Linked DNA regions of Arachis hypogaea: region 1 is linked to region 2. A link is a contact called in public Hi-C data. All regions are on one chromosome and are shown on one strand. The core of a region is the stretch at or near the end of the contact, and the rest is flanking DNA. Distances in the headings are between cores, read along the strand shown. Region 1 holds the start of LOC112784271. Region 2 holds the start of LOC112786481.

Region 1 (5,952 bases), core at 407-2,906, 150 kb after region 2:
GTACCATTGAATCAGTGGATTTCTGGTTCATGCGATACTCCTCAAGCTTTTGTCGCTCTTGAGAGAAGTTCTGCAAATACGGGAAGAAGGCACCTGAGGCTAAGATTGGAACACAGAGTTAGGTAGCAGCAGCAAAGCAAAAGCAGATAAGCTATTCAATCAATCAGTTCATAATTTCTTATAAATATAAATCAAGCTGGAGCATTAACAGCTTCTCATATCAGATTAAATTGTTCTAGTATGATTTTCAAATGAAAAAAATATGCAATCCATGAATTACCTTTTTCAATGATTTGGAGTGCTTATAGCTAAAGAACCACACTCAGCAATGATCTTGTTCTGCATAAACAAAAAAAAAAAGGAACAAAACTTAGCTGCACAAATGAACCAATTAACCCCTTTAGATTTAACTACTATAATGACAGCAAAAGAACCACGTTCGACATTATTATATGAGGCTCAAACAATTATCATTAAACTTCTCTAACTACTTACGAACTGAAGAATCGGAGAATAAGCAACATAAACAAAGAAGCACAAATGAATTTTGTTCAGATGAGAAGCCAAACCTTGCTAGTAACCTTGTTCTTCGGGAACTTGACGGTACCTGCGGTTCTCTCCTTCCATCGGTTCCCTTCCTTGTCAAATCCACAAAACTTCGATTTTCTAAAATCAATTGGAAAAGAGTAATAACAATTAAAAGCACAGATTTATTGTAATATTCAAAATAAATGATTAAATGATGATCGAAGATTTACTCAACAGCGGCGACGGCGACCACACTGACGGCTCCCTCTCGCGCGTCCCCCTCCTCCGCGACGGCAACGGTTCTCGCGGCTCCCTCATCGGCAACCAGGAAGCACGACGGTGACTGGCGCGACGGGAGCAGCTCCTCTTTCCCCTCCTCGGCGACGGCGAAGAGCGAAGCTCCTCCAGCTGCGGCGACGCATTTGGTGACGGCTCCTCCTCTCTCATCGTCGCACACACTCTCTCTCTCTCTTGGGTTTGACTCGACAGCGGCGGTAGGCTGGTCTTCGACGGAGCTGGCAGCAAGGTGGCGTCTCCTTCCTCGAGCTCTCTTCTTAGGCGGGTATATATGACAGCTCAAATGATGACGAAATAGATCTGGCAAAACTTTTAACCCAAGTCGCAAGTAAAAAAACCGTTTGCAATGATCTAAAAGGAAAAGCAATTATCCAAACCAAATTACCCTAATCGATTGAGCAAACTCAGCCCCCAAATACCCAATTAAAACCACAATTCACATACATTTCAAAATAATTTTTTATCTGTTATTTTGATGGAAGCAGAATTCTTGGAAAAATCACCTTTTAAGGTAATCTCTAAGGCTTTTTTCCAAGGATTTTAGTTTAGACCAACAACCACAAATAAAACTAGACAATTTTATAAATTTATACTAGTGGATTCAGATTCAATCTTGGTAAAATACTACAAAGATCCCAAAGACTCCACCAACACAACTCATTCAACAATTCTGATATTAAAAGTACTTACCCTATCCAATTGAAAAAAATCCAAATAATATCAAAAAAATTTTCCAACTTTTTGACCGATAGGATATTCTTATTGGGAGTATGTGGACGCTTAGACAAGAGCAATTTGGTTCCAAAATAGACATTTTTGGCTCATCTACTTCAAAAGAAATACCAACTACCACTTTTTAAATTGGTTTACTCAGTGGTGGGACTATTTTGGCCCATTACCAGATATTCTACCCCCACCTGCCGACGAAGGGTTTAAAGTTGTCACCAAAAAGTTTGATCAACAGAAAATACGTGTCCCTGCAGATCTCAAATTCTTCTCTACATTTGCACTGGCATGGGTGTTCTCATGGCAATATAGATACGGCAAGCAGGAGCACCAAAGATACTTTCGATGCTTCAAAGGAATGTCTATGTTAAATTGTGGTCTCAATTCGATGCAACCATGACTCATCCAGACATAGTCAAAAAATGGTTCAACAAACACCCTAAGTTTGTCAAGCCATTTGACTAAGAAAAGTTAGTATTTCTCAATCAAAAAGTCCAAACTACAGCAGCTCTAGCAGGAGCCCAATCCAAAATATCACTAGCAAAACACCTCCAGCAGATCATGCAGATGATCGAAGAAGAAAAAGAAGATAAACAAGACCCTCATTATTTGGCAGAATATTCAAGTGACTATAATCAAAACGAAGATGATTGCTTTGGCATCAATTTAGGAGAGGATTAGATAATTATATGTAATTTTAGGTAACTATATGTAAATTCATGAAGATAAAAACGTATCAACTTGTATTGTAAAAATAGTACCAGTTATGTTAACATGTACTGTAGAAATAGTTAAATCTAGGTCTTTAAAAGAAAACCTTAGTAACATTTTGAGGCAGAATTTTTAAAAACAAAAGAATAGAGAGAGAAGTTAGAGAGAGTGGCTTTGAGATCCTTTGTAAGCCTCTCCAAGTTTTCTTCAATAAACAATTTTCAGTTCTTCATTTTCCTATTTTTAACTTAAAGTTCATGCATCTGTATATGTGTGCGGACTACCGCCACATCTAACTTCAAGTTAATAGTCAAAATTGATCGAGTTCAGTAGTCCGCACATATATACAGATACGGAAACTTTAAGTTAAAAATAGAGTTAATAGTCAAAATTGTCCCAGAAAGATACCCCTTCTCCATTTTCGTCCTTGAAAGATAAAATTAATCAAAAGCGTCTCCGAAAGTTACTCACGTTGATCGAGTTCGTCCTTCCGTCATCTCAGTTGCTGAGGTGTCTAACGTTTGCTAAGCTAGAACGTTAAGTGCCAGCGTGGCATAGACCAAAATGACGTAGTGTCAATCCTCCACCCCCAAATCAATGGAACGACGTCGTTTATGGTCTAGAGTGGGATATTCAAACGTTCTTCCTATCACCTCCTCTCATAACAACCCTCTTCAACTTTCGCTCCAAAACCTATCGTCTTCACTCTACTCTGGGACTCTCTGCCCTGAGACACCTGCCTTTGATTAGAACCTCGTTGTGTACTTGATGATTTCTGTGTGTATCGACACTTGTGGAGGAGTTGGCGCTACAACATTGGAAAGTTGGAGGAGTTCGCGGAGAATTTACGCCGTTGGAGGAAGGAACAGTAACTGCCATAGGGTAAGATTTTTTAATTTTTTTTGACAGTTTTTGTTGATTTTGCAATGTTGGTGTGCATTGGTTTATGTTGACGTAGTTTTAAGAACCATTTAGTAAGACTAGGGTTCGGATTAGGAAGAACATGTTCTGTAAGCGGTTGCTATTAGGGGTTTACATGCAGTTGTTAGGCTGAAGTTGTTTCATATTTTGTTGTTGACTAAATTTATTTGATTTTTGCTTTTGTAGATGGAAGGTCTTCCTATGACGTTTGTATTTCACCATGGTGGGAAGTTTAAAAAGGATAAAGGTGAAAATCTATACTATGAGCCGGATCACACAGAGGTGTTAATGGGAGTTGAAGGTGACACACTTGATGTGTTCTTTGTGAAGGGTTACTATAAGGAACTGGGATATGCTGAGGCTAGGGAATGTTGGTGGAAACATCACTCTCAACCCACCAAGTTACCATCCCACCCAAAAGCATGCTCTGAATCCACGAAGGCCTCAGCTGATAGTAGCAGATTATCCTCTCAGCCCTCAAAATTGCCTTCTCAGTCCACTAAATTGCCTACCCAGCCCACTAAGCAACCCCTTCAGCCCACTAAGGAGCCCACTAAGCCCACTAGACCATCATCTAAGTCCACTAGACCATCATCTAAACTCACTAGACCATCATTTCAGCCCACCAAAAAGTCACATCACCCTGTTGAGACTCTATCACAGCCCAAAAAACCCTATAGTCAGCCTACCAAGCCTACCCCTACTCCACCTCAGACCAAAGAAAAGACCAAGGTCACTACCACCACAAGAGCTGGAAGGCATGTGAAGACATTAGAGGTTGAAGAAGACAGTGACTCTTATGACTCCTATGAGAGTGCTGAGGATAGCCTTTACAAACCTCCAAAGGTAGTAGGAGATGATGAATATAGTAGTGACAGTGATGATGGTGTGAACTCTACAAGGGTGAACAAAAAAAGTGAGGTCAAAGAGAAGCACAAGCCTGCTAAAATCAGATTAGCAGAAAAAGAAATAGAGACTGACAATTCGAGCTATAAAGCTTTTGAGGATGAGGATGGACTATGATTCAGGTACTTGACTAACTCAATTGATATGTGCTGGTGATTTCGTTTTGGTAAAATGACTAATTACATTGTGGTTTTGATTTGGCAGACCTAGAAGATAATGATGTTGATGATGGTGACTCGGATCTCAACTCATGGCACTCAGAGGACTCAGGTCAGGAATTGGACTCTGATGAGGAATCACCAACCGTCTATCCTCAGTATAATGACAAGGCAAAGTTCGGGGACCTCAAATTTGAGGTTAGTATGATATTCAAATCAAAGGAACATTTTATGCAAGCAACTAGGGACTACACAATCCAGTTGGGTAGAAACATATTATTTACAAAGAATGACGAGGTTCAGGTTAGGGTTGTGTGTAAGGTTAGGGGTTGTCCTTGGGTAGTATACTGTGCACGTAGTAAGCAAGACGGGTCCTGGCATATTAAAACCCTAGTTGAAAACCATATCTATCTTAGAAGGTGAAAAAATAGAACAGCCACCCAACAGTGCACACTGAGCAAACTTGTTCCAAAACTTAGGAAGCACCCTACTATGAGACATCGTGAAGTGTATGAGTGGTTTGTCAGGAAGTGTAATGTAAATCTGAATAGCATCTACATCACTAGAGCATTGAAAGCTGCTAGGAAAGTGGTAGAGGGGGATGAAATTGCTTAGTATGAGTTAGTCTGGGACTATGCTAATGAATTGCTGACAAGTAATCCCAGGTCTACAGTTCAAGTTGGTGTAATCCCGATGCCAGAGGTTCCTCCTCAATTTAAGAGATTTTATGTGTGTCTTGATGCGTGTAAAAAAGGTTTTAAGGTTGGGTGTAGACCGATGATTGGATTGGATGGGGCTTTTTTTAAGACCCTACACGGTAGGCAAATATTGACTGCGTGTGCCCAGGATACCAATAATCACATCTTTGTCCTTGCCTATGCAATTGTGGATGTCACAGGTAAATCAACCAAACCCTTTTATTTCTTCCCTTAGCCTCACTTAGTCAGAGTTGTTTTTAATTTTTTTATTACATTTGTATGTGCTGGCTGGTGCGGAATTTATAACCCACAAACTAACCGGCAAGTGCACCGGGTCGTACCAAGTAATACCTTACGTGAGTAAGGGTCGATCCCACGAGTATTGATGGATTAAGTAACAATAGTGTTTGATAGGCTTAGTTAGACAAACAAAAAATAGTGTTTGGAAGTTCAAAAGCATTAACAGTAAATTTAGAATATTAAAGATAGGCAGATAAATAAGTTGGGAATAAAATATTGAGAAAGCAGTTAAGGTTTCAGAGTTATCTATTTTTCCGGATTAATTTTTCTTACTAACTATTTTAATCATGTAGGATTAATTTATGAGGAGTGCTATGGGGCCAGCAGATTTTGTAAGTTGTAGCCATCAATTAGCCATCAATAGTGTATTTAATGGTGTGAAATTTCATCTAATGGTAGAGAATCACTCATTTTTCTTTTGCTGGCTAAGTGCTGGCCAGATTTTAATGTATCTGTTGGCCCCCTAGACTTTCCCTTAATTTATGACAAACTATATGTGACTAGACCCTAATTCCTTAGACCTTCCTAGTCTCATCTAAAATTCATTAACTGCCAATTCCTTGGTCAATTAATTCCAATTAGAAGCTGCATGATCAAATTCCAGTTTATATGCCACAAAAACTCTAATTACCCAAAAATAAAAGGATTATATGTCACGTATTTCGTTAAATCCAGATAATTAAAATTTAGGAGAATATATTTTCAAG
Region 2 (5,819 bases), core at 1,147-3,646:
TATCATGCTGAGCATGTTTCAACAGTAGTTCAGCAATAAATCAGATACCTGATGCGGGATAAAGCACCTAAGAATTGAGCAACTAAGTCCAGAAGAAGCCCCCTTAAATCAACCAACGATGGATATTCAACCTGGCTAACAACCCTGCAATAAGAGATTATTAAGTTCAAACCAAATCTCCATATCAGAATATAAAAGAATAATCATAAATATTTATATTGTGCTTCTGGTATAACATAGTCAAGTCCAAATGAGGACAATAATACTTTCAATTTATCTTCTGTCCCTTGGGTTAATCAAAATATTAAATTGAAAACAACTACAATCTTGACTAGTGGAGTATCTTAAAAATCAAATGGGAGGACATAGTTGCTTGAGTATTACATAATGACAGAAACTTAGTATCAGATGAACAAGAAATCAAAACATCCCTGTTTGTATTACTCATCAAGAGAATAAAAGTAGCCAGGTATTAAAGAGACCCAGCTGCTCTCCCATGTTCCAATTATAATTCTGAGATATCCCGGTCAATGTCCCTCCCCTTCCCTATATAACAATCCACCTTCCCTCCAAATGAACATTCTCTCTCCTGTCAATTACAAAACTCATCCCAACCTATACACTTAATTACAATTAAGTCCCCTTTGACACCAGTCCACTTTCTACTCTTCCTAATAGGTGCATAACAGTAAAATACTCTCATATTGGACAAAATTACTTGGAATGTAAATTACTAACAATACTAATATTTGGGGTCCTATCACATAACTATTACATACTTACAGACTCCACGAGGATATTATGCCTATATAATGTTATTACTCTGGGTCTAACTATGTTTAACCTTTCTTTTTTTTTTTTGGAAATAGAAGATATTAAGATGAAGAGCTCTCCATACGAGAGCAAAAACACGACAACGTTTACGGTTTTACCCAATATGTAGACTAAGCATATATCCCTACCCCAAGAAAAATTGCTTGTCTGAAAAATATCATTGAAGATAAAGGAATTAGACTCCAACCAAATTCTCCAAACAATGGCATGTTGTTAGCAAGCTATAATTGAAATTCTATCATTTAAAGTTCTTTCCTTCTTTAGTTATGTTGTAGCATGTGAAAAGGCTCCTATTACTATCATCTATCAACTACAGTGTTACCTGTCCGCATTTATCAGCCAGTCAAAAGCAAAACTTTCAAGACCAGACCACAGCTTCTCTGTAGTGAAGAATAAGTGAGGGCTATAATAAGGCCAATACTCGTCGAACAACAAATGCACATAGCATGAAACAAAAATAACACAACAGGCCAACGGTATTGTTAAAAATGAACAAACCAGTAAGCCCTTCTTGCGGACAACACTCCACGAAGCGAATGCACGCTGAGCAAAATATGCATTCAACCGCAAGCTGAATTTAAACCAAAAAAAATGCATTAATTAAATCTTAGAATCAATCGGCAGAGGTTTTCTAAACGAAACAAAGAACTCAGAAGCCAAAATAGGAATTTCACCAATTTTAATTCATGAAATATATATATATATAACCTACCTACATTTCTAGGTAGAATATTGCGATAAACACATAAAGCCTAGTTTCCGAACAAACCCAATTTAAAAACCTCTTCCAGGGTATGCATTCATGCATCTGAACACGGAGCCAAAAGAGAACTAAAGAGCAAGTAACAAACAGATAAGAGTAACAAACCTTTCTTTGGAATGTAGATGCATCATTCGTACCCTTTGGAGATTCACTACAATAAAAAAAAAAAAGAAAAAGAAAAGCAATTTTCTTTTACTAGAGTTATTTCAGGAAAACAAAGTAGAACCATAGTGCAGAGACACTAAAACAAACCCCTCTCTCCATCTCAAAAGAGCTTCCAATAGAGGCATCGGGGTGTGGCGCGCAACCATGGCGAGTGAATCGAGGACTTGCTCATAGGCGGGATCAGATGGTCGCAGGTACTGCCCATCCTACGGTAGACCCGCAAAAAATAAATAAATAAAAACGAGATGCTTAGGTCAATTCGAAGATGGTGAGGATCTTAAAAGACTTACCTGGGCTTGGGCGGTTTCAATACGACGTCGTGCGAGAGGGAGGAAGCGCTGGAGAAGAGCATCAACGATTAACTTGGCAGCACTCCCTGCCTTCATTGCCTTCGCCTCTTTTCAATTTTTCCTCTTTTCTTTTCAAATAATAACCATCCGCCCTTGTTTCTTGTGTAGGAGATAGATAGAATAAAAGAGAGAAAATAAAACCCCGAATTGTGGCAAAAGCGTAATATTGAAATAATGAGAAGGAAGAAGAGGATCTGAGGGATTGAAGAAGCGAAGAGTGGACTACCGACGACGAGGATCGCGGTGGGGCTATGCCCAAAGTGACCAGCTTTTTAATAATGAAGCTGTTTTTCCGTCAATGCCACGCTTTTTCTATTGGTGCCACGTAAGAACTGAGGATTTTTTTTTTTCAAAAGAAAATAATGGTCCAAAAACAAATTAAAGCTATATATTATTTAGTACTACGTAAGTGCCCCATGGAAAATAAAGTTTTATACATATACATAATTAAACCGTGGACATTTTATACGATATAATATTTTCATTTTTATCTAAAGATTTTAGATTCGAATCTCACTCCTAATTTTCAAAAAAAAAAAAATATAGATATTTTATGATAAAAGTGCCTCTGTTAAATAATAAGCAGGATATATTGTAATAATATAGTAGACGACAGAAAATTTGTGACTATTATATATTGTCAACAAAATTTTAGAATTATACATGGTCACCGAGGTTTTTAATATAATAGACGACGGAAAATTTGTAACTATTATATATTCTCAACAAAATTTTAGAATTATACATGGTCACCGAGGTTTTTAAATACTTCTCTATAAACAACATTGATGGTTGTAGCTTTTGTCTTGAATGAATTATTCTCAATTAATACCCTTAAACTGAATTTTGATTTTATTCTTCACAGAGCAATATATAGTTGACCGTGGGCAAAAACAAGTTTCGACAAGTACAATCCCACAGCTGTTAAAGTTTGACCCTGAGACTTGTTAATAGTCATAGAAAATAAAACAACTAATGGAAATTATCTCCTTTGAAACATAAAAGGAATAGTAGCATGATTGGGTATCATGTTCATCCGTGATATCAAAACCATTCGATCTGTTTTATTTCCTGTTAATGTGATGCATTCAATAACATGATTACCTAATCTATGTACATGTAATATTGTGCCATTGCCTAACCCATTTGATTGATCAATGTTTCGCAGTAACATTACTAGTACACCTTCTTTAAGAGTCAACAGGTGAGACGGCAAGTCTGAACAATTGATAGCATTGAGAACATTTGGAGTAATTGTACCTAATTCAGATTCCATGTTACCTTCCTCTACGCACAATGAATCAGAGCTAAGGTAGGTCTTCTCCTCTCCAATTATAGATTTCATTATGTGCTTGTTAACATCGTTGACAATCTCAAGTGTAGGGGCAAGTATTGTTCTGTCTCTAAAGTATGACCCATTGTTTAAATTTAGAAACAAATTTGGATACACAAAATTAACTAAAGAATTGAAACCATCTTCATTGTCATGAATAAGGATGTCTTTAGGTATGTTAACTTCGCTTTACATACCAGCTTGGCTAACGAAGTACGTTGCTTGATACAACACACAATCTTCATTTAGATCAAGTGGTATCTTAAACTTTGAATGAGTCGTACGGCCATTGGGGAGTAATAAGGATGCAATCCCACTGGATGTCACATTTAGAACAATTTCACCTCAACTCCGTATAGCAGCTGACAGTGTCATGTAGAGGTACGTCTTTCTAGTACCACCATATCCATATACAAAAAAAAGCCTCCAACATCATCATTTACAGCACTAATCACCTTATCAAATGCTTCACGCTGCTCCAAATTCATGGTGTGTAAGTTATTCTCCAACTCTTCCTTCAGCAGGGATAAATCAAAGTTCACCTCATCCATTATTAGAGGATCATCTATGCCCTCTAGAGCATCAATAGTTGGGAGAAGCATCTGATCATACTCCTTAAGTGATCTACCATTAACTTGTAATTTGTCCTCAATCTTGAAAAGAGTTAGATTAAGAATTTGCTCTTCAAAAAGTTGTAACTCTACATTACAACTATTGTTAGTGTGGTGTTATATATATACATAATAATAGAATATAATTAAAGATACAACCTTCGCAATGCATAACCTTCCTATGAAAATAAAGGATGTCTTCAGATAATACATGATAACACTATTCTCAAACCTTTGTAGGACTCGAGATGTTGTTTAATAGTAACAAAACAACAAATAGATCTCGAATGTATCTTGCAGAAGTCCACGTGTTAAAAATCACACATACCTGCATATCAATATCAGCAAAATCGCCTTCCGTCAAAGAAACTTTTCTCGAACCACTCCATAACCATGCGTCCTCGGCGACACTGCTACTCGCTTCCATTTTTTCCAATTACAACCAATCTGCCTGTGAAGTTCACAACAAACAAACAAACTTGAAAAAACAATAATTACACTGATGATTTTGAGTACTTCATCTTCTCATACAAACAGACAATGTGTTTCATCTCATTTCACAAATTGTCGTCGCCTAGGTATCATTACTAGATCCTTATCTTTTTTATTGTAACAACACCCTTTTTTTTTTGGTCTTGGGCTAAGCCCAAAACCCTACCCGAACCCATAACCCAACCCATCCAAACCCCAATCTGATCTTCTCTCTCAAAGCGTCGAATTCTAGCACCAAGAGACAAGCTCCCATGGCCTCCACGACATGATCATGTTTAATTCCACTTTCCGGTTCATCCTCCGCTTTGGAATCAAGGCGTGATTTGGTTCATAAGATCTACATAAGGTCTCTTTGTTGGCATCACCTTGGCAAGAAGCTCCGCCTCAGGGGTTGAGTCACCGCTTGAGTCCACAGTTCTCCTCGCCCCAAAGCTTGTTCGTCTTGGGTTAAGTACTGAAATCGTCCCTAAGGTCTGGGGTGAAAATCAAAATCGTCCCCGACCTTTTTTTGTTATTAAAATCATCCTCAACGTTACAAAACGTTATAAAATCGTCCTTTTCCACTTCAATTTTATTTTTTTTACCATATTACCCTTCATTATTAATAAAAAATAATTAAAAATAATATTAAAAAATTAAAACCCCCTCCCCTCCCACCCCACAACCCTCCCCCTCCGCCCTCCCCCCTCCCTCATTCACTCCTGCCTACCCCCTCTGCCCACTCCCTCACCCCCCCACCCCTCAACCCTCACCCCTCACCCCTCCCGTAACATCCCTCACCCATCACCCCACTCCCGTAACCCCTTCCCCCATAACCCACCACCACCCCACCTCAGAGCCACCACCCCAAAAATCATAACTCAAAAAATCATAACTGAAAAAATCAGAATAATCAAAACTCTAGCAACAATAATCAACAAATTCAGCAACAACAATAATCAAAACTTAGCAAAATTCAGCAATAATCAAAACTCAGCAACAATTCACAAAAAATTCAGAAATTCTACAACAAAAAGAACAGTGACAGAAGAAGAAGAAGAAAAGAAGAACAGTGGCAGATCACAGGCGGCTTGGTCGCCGTCCCTAGAGGCCGTCGCGTCAGGCGCATGAGTGGCCACCGTCGCTGTAGAGAAGCCGTACTGCCACCGTCACATCCTTGCCGTCAGCTTCGCCGGATCTGGCCATCGAACCCGTCCTTGCCGCCGCCGTTGGAGTCGCGAGCAGGAGCGGGAGAAGAAGATGCGAACCAAGGCCGAGGCGGAGGGGTGGCC

What was found. Hi-C and Micro-C count contacts between places; a contact is called where the count stands out from the background.
Region 1: a Hi-C map of leaf shows a contact between it and region 2, with 2.2 times the contacts expected there. The contact joins the promoter of LOC112784271 here to the promoter of LOC112786481 in region 2. A contact is called at or near these places in 2 of 8 Hi-C or Micro-C datasets (both in leaf).

What each region holds. Positions count from the first base shown.
Region 1 is chr20:137,638,880-137,644,831 of arahy.Tifrunner.gnm2.J5K5, forward strand. LOC112784271 reads right to left here and starts at 1,657. Exons shown (of 7, transcript XM_072229353.1): 1 at 1,516-1,657; 2 at 759-1,134; 3 at 570-666; 4 at 281-339; 5 at 5-99. The coding sequence starts at 975. The coding sequence ends at 309.
Region 2 is chr20:137,485,946-137,491,764 of arahy.Tifrunner.gnm2.J5K5, forward strand. LOC112786481 reads right to left here and starts at 2,397. Exons shown (of 18, transcript XM_025829853.3): 1 at 2,053-2,397; 2 at 1,850-1,968; 3 at 1,703-1,748; 4 at 1,333-1,405; 5 at 1,157-1,214; 6 at 49-144. The coding sequence starts at 2,148.